Regions from separate parts of the Mus musculus genome. Here region 1 is linked to region 2. The links are chromatin contacts, called in public Hi-C maps. All regions are on one chromosome and are shown on one strand. Each heading gives the region's core, a stretch centred on a gene start, on an enhancer-like site or on the middle of the called end of the contact. The rest is flanking DNA. Distances are from core to core; before and after follow the strand shown. Region 1 holds the start of Adra2c (adrenergic receptor, alpha 2c). Region 2 holds the start of Msantd1 (Myb/SANT-like DNA-binding domain containing 1).

Region 1 (6,389 bases), core at 884-3,383, 360 kb after region 2:
TGTGTTCAGGCAATGGGTCTGTGTGTGCACACTTGAATAAGCATATCCATGTGCATGAGCCCATGAGGGAGTGAGGTGCATGTGTTCACGCATACCTGTGAGTACACCAGGGTGATTCAAGGAGCCCAGCTCCCGTCAGCCCATGTCACGGCTGCTTTGCAGCATGCGCACTGCTCCCAGGATTCACACAGACATGCAACCAGATCCTGTGGTAGAGGCCTGGCAGGGAATTGAGAGCCTAGGACCCAACATCCAGGCACTATGCAACCCTGGCTGGACCAACCCCGCACTTCTAGGCACCAGTATACCCACCACTCTGAATACCCAGGCTGCTTCACTTCACATGGATTTCCTTCTGAAATATACCAGGACCTTCCCAGAATGCCCTCACATAGTAGGTACAAACACCCAGTGTGGCCTGCCACCAACTACTCTTGAACACACAGTCTGTAGGGGCACACATTGTTTCCTGCCACAGAACAACCAGAAGCAGACTGTTGGGGCTAATTGGCTATCTCTGGGCAAAGAGGCTAGTTCAGCCTCTTCGTAAGTTCCTGCCACCCCAGGGGGTCTCACCAGCTGCCCTCAAATGAGCAGACTCTTTAACTCTCACTTCTGGCTGCTGACTCCAGAGTGGCTTCCTCTCAGTTATGCCGGGAGGTATGGTCAGCATCCCTACAGCATGTAGCCATCATCCCCAAGAGCCTAGGTCACTCAGTAGCGAGCCCTGCAGATGCCCTTGCAGGCTTCCCTTGCAGGGCTCCCAGGGCATCCCTTTGCCTAGGCAGGCATCACTTGGAAACGTGAGGCTGTGTGCAGTCAGGGCTTGGGCTAGACTACCTGTTGTCCCCTCAGCTTCTCATATGACAGCATCTCTGACTCAGGCAGGTCCACAATGCTGCCTGCAAGGGGAGAAGCCATCTCTCCAACAGTACCCGACCAGTGCCCACTTGCCCTTCCCCTCATCGTCCTCAGGCTCCCACATCCTCAGAACTAAACCAGCCTCTTCGGGGGGCACTCTCACCAAAGAAGCATCCCATCTGAAGGAGTACCCACATTCCTAAAGAGCACTCTGTCTTAGGGACCATCCACACACTGGGGACTACCTCAGTCCCTAGGGAGCATGGTCCACAAAGCTTTTTCCTAATAACTCCTCCATATCCAAAGGTGATACATGCTGTCACCTCCTCCTTTGCTTCTAGGCTGGGTTGGGGGTAGGGATGGGGGGTGGGGAAGTTCCAGGGCTTTGATGGCACTCAGTGTGGGGGTGAATATCCAGACACAAACACCATAAGGCCAGACCTCCTCTTCCTCCAATATACTGATGTTGGAGTCATCTGGGGGCTTCTATACAAACCAACTGAAGTTGTTTTGATCAGTGGCCCTTGTTGGGGCCTCTGGGTAAGAAGGACTTGTTAAAAAACCTTGGCGGTTCTTCCTCATAGTTCACATTCTCAGGTGACAGCACATGGCACTTTGCAAGCCCTGAGTTAGAAAGTGCCCAGGACAGGCATCAAGAAGTGTGTCCTGCACGGGCACAGTACTCAAGACAGGCCCATGGTCTGAAATGTTTGTCGTCTGCCTAATCCTAGTTGGACACCCCTGCCCTGAGGGTAGGTCCTGTGGGTCCTCTAGGGCTGCAGTGCCCACAAGGAGGTTGCACTATCCTCAAGGACTGCAGGGAGAAGCAGCCACCAGAGCAGGGACAAGTCCAGATGCCACAGGTCATGGCTCCAAGGTCCTCAGAATGACTTTCTGATGAGGCCTTCTGCCAGTGGATTGCCAACTCCCCTCCCTTTCCGGTCTATCTGACCTGTGTAATGAGGTCCTGGCCAGCCTTGGTGGAGAGAATGGTACTCCTTTAGTTCTAGCAGGGAAACGCTAGGTCTGGAAAGTCCAATTTATTCTCTTGGCCACATCCTCCCTGCAGACCTGGGGCTGCCTGGAGGCAGAGACCAGTGCCTCAACTCAACTCAGGCCACACGTGACAGAACCTCTGTGAAACTGACACGAGATCTCCCCAACATTTGATTTGCTCGCCCTCTCTTAAACCTACTCCCACAAAATCACGCTGCATGGGGCAGGTCAGTTTTGAGTTTGTCAAAAGCGCAGGTCTGGAGCGTCCCCTCCAGCTGTGAAAAGCGGGATCACACAGCATTAAGATTCAACTTCAACAATTGCCAACATGGGTATAGAGCTTGGGAGCTTGATCTGGGCCTCGACTGACACCGTGGTTATGATTCACGATCCCGCAGCGCTGAGAGGTACTCAGAGGAGGGAACTGAGGCTGACTGAGGAGGTGGCTCTGCAGGGGAGCAGGGACCCTAAGCTCCAAAGGAATGATGCGCACCAGCAGTGTCTCTGCCATGCTGCTACAAGCGCACTCTCCAATCAGGCCGCGGACCCCGAGCCAGCCCCTTACGAGCCGGTGTGCGCGCCCGCGCGCGCTCCGTCGCCTGTAACCGAGTGAGGTGGAGACTACGATCTTAGAAAGAGCAGGCTTCTAGAACTCACCGCTCAGGCCAGCCCGCGCTCAGCCGGGCCCCGCAGGCTGCAGTTGGCCCTGGAGGGGGCGCCCTCGCCGAGTGCGCGCCCTGCGCCGCCGCCTAGGGCTCCTCCCCGGCGCCGCCGGCAGGTTCGCCCAGGCGGCCGCGGGCTCCGGCTCCCGGCCCGCTCCCCCCGGGCCCGCGGCTCGGGCCTGCGGGGCGCCCCGCCCCGCCCCGCTGCGCCCTCCCCGCTGCGCTACTGGACTCAAGTTGGAAGCCGAGCCCGGGCGACAGCACTTGCGCCAAGCGCTCCGCGGCGGCGGAGACGCTGCACCGGCGAGCGGGGAGGGCGAGGCGGCGCCCGCACGGCCGAACGCGGACCTTGGGGGGCGCCCGCACTCGGGAGCAGCAGGAGGACCGCGGGTGTCGGCGCCCAGCCCCGCAAAGTAAAGTTGCAGGGACCCGGAAGAACGGCAACCTGCGCCCCGGCTCGCTTAGCCCCAGCCAGCCCGTTGGGAAGCAGAGTGTCCGGGCCGCCGCCTGCAGCCTGCAGCCCAGTCGGGCACCCGGACCGTGGAGCCGCTTGCGTGCACCAGCTTGGACACCGCATCTCCGTGGGCTGGCGGCCGGGACGCTCCCACTGAACCCAGGCCGAGGGCGGGGCCGCTCGAGGACCCGGGACCTACCCCCATTCCCCCCCACCGCCGCGTCGCCGCGCTCTCTGGGCACCTCCAGCTCTGCACTTACGCGCGCGGCAGCTGCGGGGAGCCCGGCAGCCACGCTCTCCGGCGCGCCGCCCGCCCGCCGGGCCACCACGGCCGAGAGCCGGCTGCGGGGCTTCGTGGCCCCCAGCCGGCGCGCCGGAGGAGCAGGCGGCGATGCGGACGCCGACCCTGGCTGTGGGGCGCCCGAGCTGCCGAGGCTGCGCCCGGGCTCCTGGCAGGACCGCGTAGCTCTCGGGAGGACCATGGCGTCCCCAGCGCTGGCCGCGGCGCTGGCGGCGGCGGCGGCTGAGGGCCCCAACGGGAGCGACGCGGGCGAATGGGGTAGCGGCGGGGGTGCCAACGCCTCGGGGACCGACTGGGTGCCACCGCCGGGCCAGTACTCCGCAGGTGCTGTGGCGGGGTTGGCAGCTGTGGTGGGTTTCCTCATCGTTTTCACCGTGGTAGGCAATGTGCTCGTGGTGATCGCTGTGTTGACCAGCCGAGCACTGCGCGCCCCGCAGAACCTCTTCCTGGTGTCTCTGGCCTCAGCTGACATCCTGGTGGCCACACTGGTCATGCCCTTTTCTCTGGCCAATGAGCTCATGGCCTACTGGTACTTCGGGCAAGTGTGGTGTGGTGTATACCTGGCACTGGACGTGCTCTTCTGCACCTCGTCCATCGTGCACCTGTGTGCCATTAGTCTGGACCGCTACTGGTCGGTGACGCAAGCGGTAGAGTACAACCTGAAGCGCACGCCGCGCCGTGTCAAGGCCACCATCGTGGCCGTGTGGCTCATCTCCGCTGTCATCTCCTTCCCGCCTCTCGTCTCGTTCTACCGCCGGCCCGACGGCGCCGCCTATCCGCAGTGCGGCCTCAACGATGAGACCTGGTACATCTTGTCCTCCTGCATAGGCTCCTTCTTCGCGCCCTGCCTCATCATGGGCCTGGTCTATGCGCGCATCTACCGCGTGGCCAAGCTGCGCACGCGTACGCTCAGCGAGAAACGCGGCCCCGCCGGCCCCGACGGCGCGTCCCCGACCACAGAGAATGGGCTGGGCAAGGCAGCGGGGGAGAACGGGCATTGCGCGCCCCCGCGCACTGAAGTGGAGCCGGATGAGAGCAGTGCGGCCGAGAGGCGGAGGCGCCGGGGCGCGCTGCGCAGAGGAGGACGGCGGCGAGAGGGTGCTGAGGGGGACACGGGCAGTGCGGACGGACCGGGACCGGGACTGGCAGCCGAGCAGGGTGCTCGGACGGCGTCTCGGTCCCCAGGCCCCGGAGGGCGCCTGTCGCGGGCCAGCTCGCGCTCCGTCGAGTTCTTCCTGTCGCGTCGGCGCCGGGCGCGCAGCAGTGTGTGCCGCCGCAAGGTGGCCCAGGCACGCGAGAAGCGCTTCACCTTCGTGTTGGCGGTGGTCATGGGCGTGTTCGTACTGTGCTGGTTCCCCTTCTTCTTCAGCTACAGCCTGTATGGCATCTGCCGTGAGGCCTGCCAGTTGCCAGAACCGCTCTTTAAGTTTTTCTTCTGGATCGGCTACTGCAACAGTTCGCTCAACCCGGTCATCTACACTGTCTTCAATCAGGACTTCAGGCGCTCTTTCAAGCATATCCTCTTTCGAAGGAGGAGAAGGGGCTTCAGGCAATGACCCTCTGGCCTCCTGGACCTGGACCCACTGACGTCCTGGACAGCTCTGAACTCGGGTAGACAGAGAGACCAACAGTGTGGTCTCTCCAGAGTCCCAGGGTGGACTTCAGGGCACAGTGTGGGATGTGGCAGACAGGAGCTGGGCGAGAGACAACTGGGCCTTGGGGAGTGGGGAGGAGAAAGGGAGACCTTTGCCTTCCCATCTCAGCGAGGGGCTGTAGCTAGGTTGTGGATCCAGTTCCTGAGAAGGCTTCTGTGGAGTGTGGCTGTGAACTTAGGGCTTTAGAGCTCAGACAACTAAACCACACCAAGAAAGGAGCACACCACCCCCTTCTCGGTCTTCCCTGTGAGCAAGGGCTGACTTCCTATGACCTGAAAAAGGCATCTGTCTGGGGGAGGAGAGATAGCACAGGCAATCTCTGGTTACTGAGATTGTTTGCCAAATACAATGACAGCCAAAACAACCAAACCATTTTTTTTTAAATAAACCTTTGTAATCTAAGTGTCAGGTGCATTGGTCAGTTCTTAAGCCAGGGTGTCAGAGAACTCTCCAGATCTTCCCCTGAGCTCCCCATACCCCCAACAGGCACACACTAAGGTATAGAGTGCTCTGAAAGCTGAATTCTAACTGCCTTTCTTTCATGAGGAAGAAAGGGGTTAAAGCGGGTAAAGGATTTGGGTATATGTAAAGTATATACTCGGACTTCTTTTCTTCAAGTGGTTATGAGGCAAAGGAATGGAGGGCCTCAAGCCGATTCCAGACTTAGATTCGGCGAGGAGGGGTGTCTCCTCCCCACATTCCGTCCCTCCAGGGCCCCAGACATCTGCACTCAGAGCCTAGTGTAGTTCTGGCATACAACGTGCTCTTCCGGTTGCCTTTTGAAGTGGGCAAGGTGGGATGAGACCCAAGAAGTCTACCCCACAGATGGGGTGGACTTGTGGCCAGGTGGCTTTGCTTAGTTGCTAGGTGGCCAGGCTGATCTGGACAGTCCCCAGGTATTGCTTCTGAAACGAAGCCAAGGTCACTGTGGCCCAGAGCAAAGAGAACCTGTTGACGAGCAGGGGAAGGTCCAGACCCCCACCCCCAGGACTTCTCCCCAGTGCTGCCCACTCTACCTTTTCTCAGCCCCGGCATAAAACACTTCTGAGGACCGTCCTATCTCCAAGTCAGGACCCACTGAACTCTAGTAGCCCGCTGTGGTCACTCCCGGAAGGCCCCAGGGTAGGTTGGGAGGAAAGTTATGAGTAGGACCTGCGGTGGGAGAGTGGCCTCAACACCTCTGACCCAGCTCACTGCAGTTGGGTGGGTTGTAGGGATCTTGCCAGGATACCTGCAGTGATTGCCTAGCTTGTGTCTCTCTTGGGTCCCCAACCCCATTAGTCCTGCTCTCCCCAAGCCCCTGTCCCTGAGTCAGACACCAGAGCAGTCCTTTCTCCTTTCTAGCCTGAACTGCCAAAGCTGTCTTTTGGGACACAAGGACACACACACACACACACACACACACACACACACACACACACCCTACCCCACAATACATACATACACATACACACACACAC
Region 2 (5,581 bases), core at 2,893-5,392:
TCATGGGACAGGTTTTATACAGCAATAGCTTGTCTCACAGCCACGTCACAAGGAGTCTTGCCTCCCATTGTGGGGCTGCAGAATTGGTCTCCTTGCCACCTGTGAGCATCCTTCCCCACACAGTCTCCTTCCCTCCCTCCTTCCCTCCCTCCCTCCCTCCCTCCCTCCGTCCCTCCCTCCCTCCCTCAGCATTGAGCACTAGGATCATGGCTGCTACCAGGACAGGCATGAAGCTGTCCTCCAGGGATTGGTATGTGGGAGTCGAAGACACTGAGCTGCTGATGCTGGGTGTGGGCTCAGGATATCATGGTTGGGAAAAGAATTGTTCCTCAGTGGGTCTGGAGCCTCCAGGAAAGAAGAACCAATGCTGAGCAGTGTGACAACTAAAGATGATATCAAGGTTCAGGGCCACCCTCCATGTGTGCTTGTCACACTCTAGAGCCATCGAAGGAACTGCTCCCCTCAAGTGTCTCTGGAAACACCCTCTGCCGCAAGCTGGGTGTAAGATAATAGGTGGCAGAGACCTATCTGCAGAGATTTGGCTGCATTCTAGGGGGCTCCTGTCCAAGCCTTGCTGCTGTATGCCATGGGCTTCACTGGGAACTAGGAGGGCTGTGATGGGTGTGCCCCGGAGCCCAGCCTAGACCTGGCTGTCCATTTCCAAAAGGAAGGACTGACATGAAATGTATATTTAAAATTTTTAAATTGCAGATATTGTACAGTTGAATTAAAGAAGCGATTAAACCACCTGTTGTTGCTGTTTGAGGCTTGCTTTACTTATAAAACCTCCTTTCTAGCATTTGAGGAGAGCATCCTGCTTATCTCCAGTGGGGCAAGGATACTACCAGCAGCCATCTTGACACTGTAAAGATCAGGCAATACTAGGTATAGAATGAGACTGTGTGCCTGGAATTGGGACCAGGCCTAGGAGTATTCGCAGACCCTATTGAAGTGGTCTCCCTGTCTGGGAGATATGGTGTGCCAAGTTCTCATAGTTATTGGCATTTTAAGCCTGTCGTGTGAGATCCTAGGTATTGTTTCAGCTTCCACACATTGCTCCAGGGTTCTAGAGGGGTGGTGAGGCTCTGTCCTCACACAGGACACAGTTAGTAGTCCTTGGAGTCTTTGCATGCTCTCCACCAGCCCTTCTGCCTTTCTGGACATGCTCCTGATCCACATGGATCCTCTTCTGCCCTTCAACATGACTGGTCTTACCACCTTTGTCCTGCTGTGTCTGCAACACCTACCCTGTCCTTTGTAGGTTACAACTTCTTTTAGGTTGTCTATGACATTGCCTGTCTTACCAGGTCCCTTCTTTAGTATCTGGGCTAAACCTGAAATGCAGGTACTTCATCCACCAACCTGCAGGAACAAGGCTGTTTGGGGAACACTTTCTAAAGGCCTGTCAAGTTTCAGTTGTGAGGCAGGAGTTGTCTACCTGATCCTTCAACCCACCAGACCCTGACGTTAGTGCCAGGATAACTCTTGGGAGTCTTATAGAGCCCAGTGCATGCCACTATCCCTTCTAGGACATGGCACAGGGTCTGTTCTCTGTACAAGATAATGAACCTTTGGCAGGAAGGGCCTGGTAGGTGCCCCACCATGTTTAGGTCTTTGCCCAGTAACTCAAGCATTTGATGGCAGCATGGATGTTATTGCTTCAACTCCCTGAATCTACCTCAGCAGTCCTCTCTAGGACTACGGTGATATTGCCCTTAAGGTCTTCATCAACGCCGGGCATGGTGGCACACACCTTTAATCCCATCACTTGGGAGGGATTTCTGAGTTTGAGGCCAGCCTGGTCTACAATGTGAGTTCCAGGACAGCCAGGGCTATACAGAGAAACCCTGTCTACAAAAACAAAAACAAAAAGATCTTCATCAACACTTGAGTTTTGCTCACTTCAGGAAAATGAAGTACCCCTGCCCTCCTGGTGGATAGCCAGACCTTTGACCTAACAGGCATGGGTGGTATTCCAGAAAGGATAAGGTAAGCCTCCCTGGGGTATTGGCAGCACATTATTCCTTCTAGCCACTAAAGCAGAACGCAAGCCCTCACCATAGCAAGTCCAGCCCTCCTGCCTGGGGAATGTAGGAGCACATGACTTGAGGTACCCCTCAGCCTCATTGTGGTGTTTGTCTCCAGTTTTTCCAAAAAGCATTCTGAAGGAGCTTGAAGAAGCAGCCTGATTGTGTTGAATACGGGGATGGGTAGTCATGGTATGTGTGCCATTTGTGGCCATATGTGTCCACATATTGAGTGGACAGGGTCCAAGTTTCCTGGAGTTATATCCAGGCTTCCTAGGATGTGAGCCTCACCTCCATACAAGGTGGCAAAGCTCAGCCAAATCAAGAAGACCTACTTGGGTAGCCCAGGGAAGGCTCATGAGCAGAGGTGGACCCAGGTACTTGAGAATCACTGAGACCTTCCTGGGATCCACACACATCCTTAGCCCTGAAAGCCTGAGTCTCATCTTCCTCCATGTTGTGGTCCTGAAAGAGATGCCTGCTTCACTTCAAGCTCAGGGTGGACATTTGGGACATAGCTGGGGTGGGAAGAGCTGGCCACAAAGGCAGAGTGTCAAAGGTTAAGAGTCTGGACTCCTTATTGACGTGTGATAGCAACGTCTAACGTGCAAGCTAAACTACCTAGCTGCCCAGGCCTCTATCCCAGGCTAGGTTGTAAGGCCCCAGGAATTGCTGTGACAATCCAATTCTAAGGTAGGTCATAATCCCTCTCACTACCCACCACAGAGATAAGCTGTGCCTCACTAACCACCCAGAGCAGTTCAAACGCCTTAGTGCTCCAAAGCTTCCTAGACCCATGTCCTACTACCTTAGTCAAGGCTGTACTTAGCCACTGTCACATGTACACACATTTCATACACTTCCAGGCCTTTGTCAAGTCTTCAACCCCTAAATTTCTCCCACCAGTACAGGCTCAGTTCTCTCAAAAGTTACCTGGCATCCCACTAAAACTGGTCATTTTCTACTCTGGCTTCTATCAATATAGGCTGAGCTTGGCTGCTATCACCCTAGTCAGGCCTGGTTTCTTGCATCCTGAACAGGTTCCATAAATACAAGTTTCAGATTTGCCCCACACTCATTATGTAGAGGGGAAACCAAACCCAGGGAGCCTAAGTAGGTTTCGCCAGCTCACAACAGAACCAGTCTTGACCCCATTCAGAGTGCCTGGCCTCTCTTAAGAGATACTTTCTAAAGCTGACCTGCCCCCTTTCCCTTCAGGTTCTACTGGGGACCTAGTCCTCAGCCTCCTGCCTTCTCATCCTGTGACAACTGAGGGTCCTAGCAGGCCATGCAGCTGTGTCAAGGTATGGAACTCTACCCTGAATAGAAATAGGAAATGTCCCACCCTAGGTAGGGGCAGCTGAGGCTTGGACAAACACCTGTTCATTCTTGTCCATGGAAGCCAGGCAAGGACTCTGCTCTAGGAGGTGCCTCCACAAAGGCCACTTTGTACCTGGGACTGCTGATGCCCACATGCCTGAGAAGAGGAGGTGGGAGCCCATCTTACCCCCATCTAGGTGTCAACCAAAGTGTTATGTTGGTATGGAGTAGCTCCTGCCAGGCTGGCTCTGGTGCCTTCTATATCCTGGAACTTGGGCAAGCAGCTGTTATAGATCTTTCCTCTTCAGCCATCTAACTATAGGACCTTGAGTAATGGCAGTGATATCCATTAGCCAACAGATAGCCACTGGTCTGGCTTTGAACACTCCAGACACTCTAAGGAAATTTGTAGAAAGGACTAAGAGATGGCGGATGAGGACCTAGGATCTCCCCATATCCCTTAGGCCAACATTTTGCTAAGTCATTTATAGTCATTTAGCCGGCTCTTGTTATTTTAGAGATGAGGACACTGAGGCTGGAATCCATTGCTAAGGTCACACAGAGCTAGGTTTAAAAGCTAGCAGCTTGAAGCTAAGCATAGTGACAATACACTTTTAATTCCAGTACTCGGGAGGCAGAGACAGGGCCAGCCTAGTATATACATACTGAGTTTTTAGGCCCCAGGTTGTGCTTGTCTTGTCTTTCCTTGTTAGCTGGAGATGCTGTCTGTGGAGGCAGTAGGGCAGGTTCCTAGTTCCTTGCTCCTCAAGGATCAATCTTCTGAGCCTAAAGAACAGGGGGTCCTTCCTGGAGGAAGGAGGTAATTTCTAGGCACTGAGCTCTGAGAACCAGACCCAGGTTCCATGCTCAGCACTAGGGGGCAGCAATGAACCAGCAGGCCAGTAGTATGCCTGGCATGCTCAGTATCTATCTGACTTTGGCAGGAAGAGGAGTTTTTGCAGACCTTCTGGGTACTCTTTTAGGAGAAATGGAACAATCGTGGGTATCTGTCTGCTAGCTCAGCAGTAGGAAGTCCCAAAATGACTCCCAAGGTTCAGAGAGGAAGCCTGACATTCACCTGAACCTATGAAATGACAGCAAGACCTCCAGGGGCAACCCTCTGCCTCCTTTTCATTTCTAATTTTGGATTGAAACTCAGGTCACTCCCCCTACCCAGTAAGTTACTGACTATGCTCCTTACAGTGGACACAGGAAGCCCAGAGACATTGCTTTCTCCAGTCTAAGTTCTTCCTATCTTTGATCAGGCAGGGGGAAAGCCAACAAAGACCACTGTTGTTCTGCTGACCAGAGAGTTTTAACTAGTTGTTTGGAGACCAGGCATGACTACCAATAGAGTACTGGGCCCAGAGAGTCTAGGATCAGACTAGACTGTGTGTCCACAACAGCCAGCCTAGCATGAGGGTCTTAGGTCCATGTAGTCTCATTTGTGACTTGCCTTCCAGATGTTAGCTATTGATGCCCTGTGGTAACTTTCCCCTCTGCGGATTCCACATTCTACATTCTTGCTCTGCTGCCTCCTCAGCCTGAGGTCCCTGCCTAGCCCTGTGGGCATATTAACCCTTCCTCTTGATGTTTTGCCTGTCCCCACCCCAACACTGCTGTGTCTCTTGAGGACTAGCCCTGCTCAGGACATTGAAGTTACCCTCTGACTGCAGCCACTTTTCCTCAGCTGAGGGGCCTCCTCAGCTCAGCTCGGTTTGCCCCTTCCGTCAGGGCTGTGCTTATGCTTCTCCCCATGTTGAAGGTCAACATCTGTGTCCTTCAGGCCGGCATGGCTAGGCAAGGTCTAGCTCTGACTTGCCTGGCTTCCCAGCACCCACACAACCTGACACCCAGGGGGTTGCATTAGTTAAACAAGAGAAGCAGAGTCAATGGGGAGAAGGCTGGGCCCTATGAGGACCGGCTTCAGTAAAGCTTGGCAGGCCTCTGAGAAGAGGGTGACCTCTCAGCAAGGACCTCACCACACGAACAGCCATCAAGGCAGTATCAGGGCCTCCACCTCCTTTGTAACCCTGCACCTTATGTCTCAGCATACTACTTGCCCATCTTGGGCCTCCCTGGACTCTAACCTATATAAATCAGGTGGGGCTGAGGTAGGGACTACTGCCTAGATGCCCATGTAGGAGCCTGTCAGGCACAGTGAAAGCAAGTCTCTTCTGGGGCCTAGAGGGCCAGCAGGGTGGGAGGAGGGCTGGGAGCCACAGTGGGCTTGG

What was found. Hi-C and Micro-C count contacts between places; a contact is called where the count stands out from the background.
Region 1: a contact with region 2 is called in a Hi-C map of cerebellum, with 1.6 times the contacts expected there. The contact joins the promoter of Adra2c here to the promoter of Msantd1 in region 2. A contact is called at or near these places in 2 of 39 promoter capture datasets (embryonic stem cells and hippocampal neurons) and 2 of 484 Hi-C or Micro-C datasets (B cells and cerebellum).

Annotation. Positions count from the first base shown.
Region 1 is chr5:35,276,433-35,282,821 of GRCm38.p6, forward strand. Adra2c (adrenergic receptor, alpha 2c) reads left to right here and starts at 2,134. Exons shown (of 1, transcript NM_007418.3): 1 at 2,134-5,331. The coding sequence starts at 3,454. The coding sequence ends at 4,830.
Region 2 is chr5:34,911,773-34,917,353 of GRCm38.p6, forward strand. Msantd1 (Myb/SANT-like DNA-binding domain containing 1) reads left to right here and starts at 4,143. Exons shown (of 3, transcript NM_207277.1): 1 at 4,143-5,581. Htt (huntingtin) reads left to right here. Exons shown (of 67, transcript NM_010414.3): 67 at 1-762.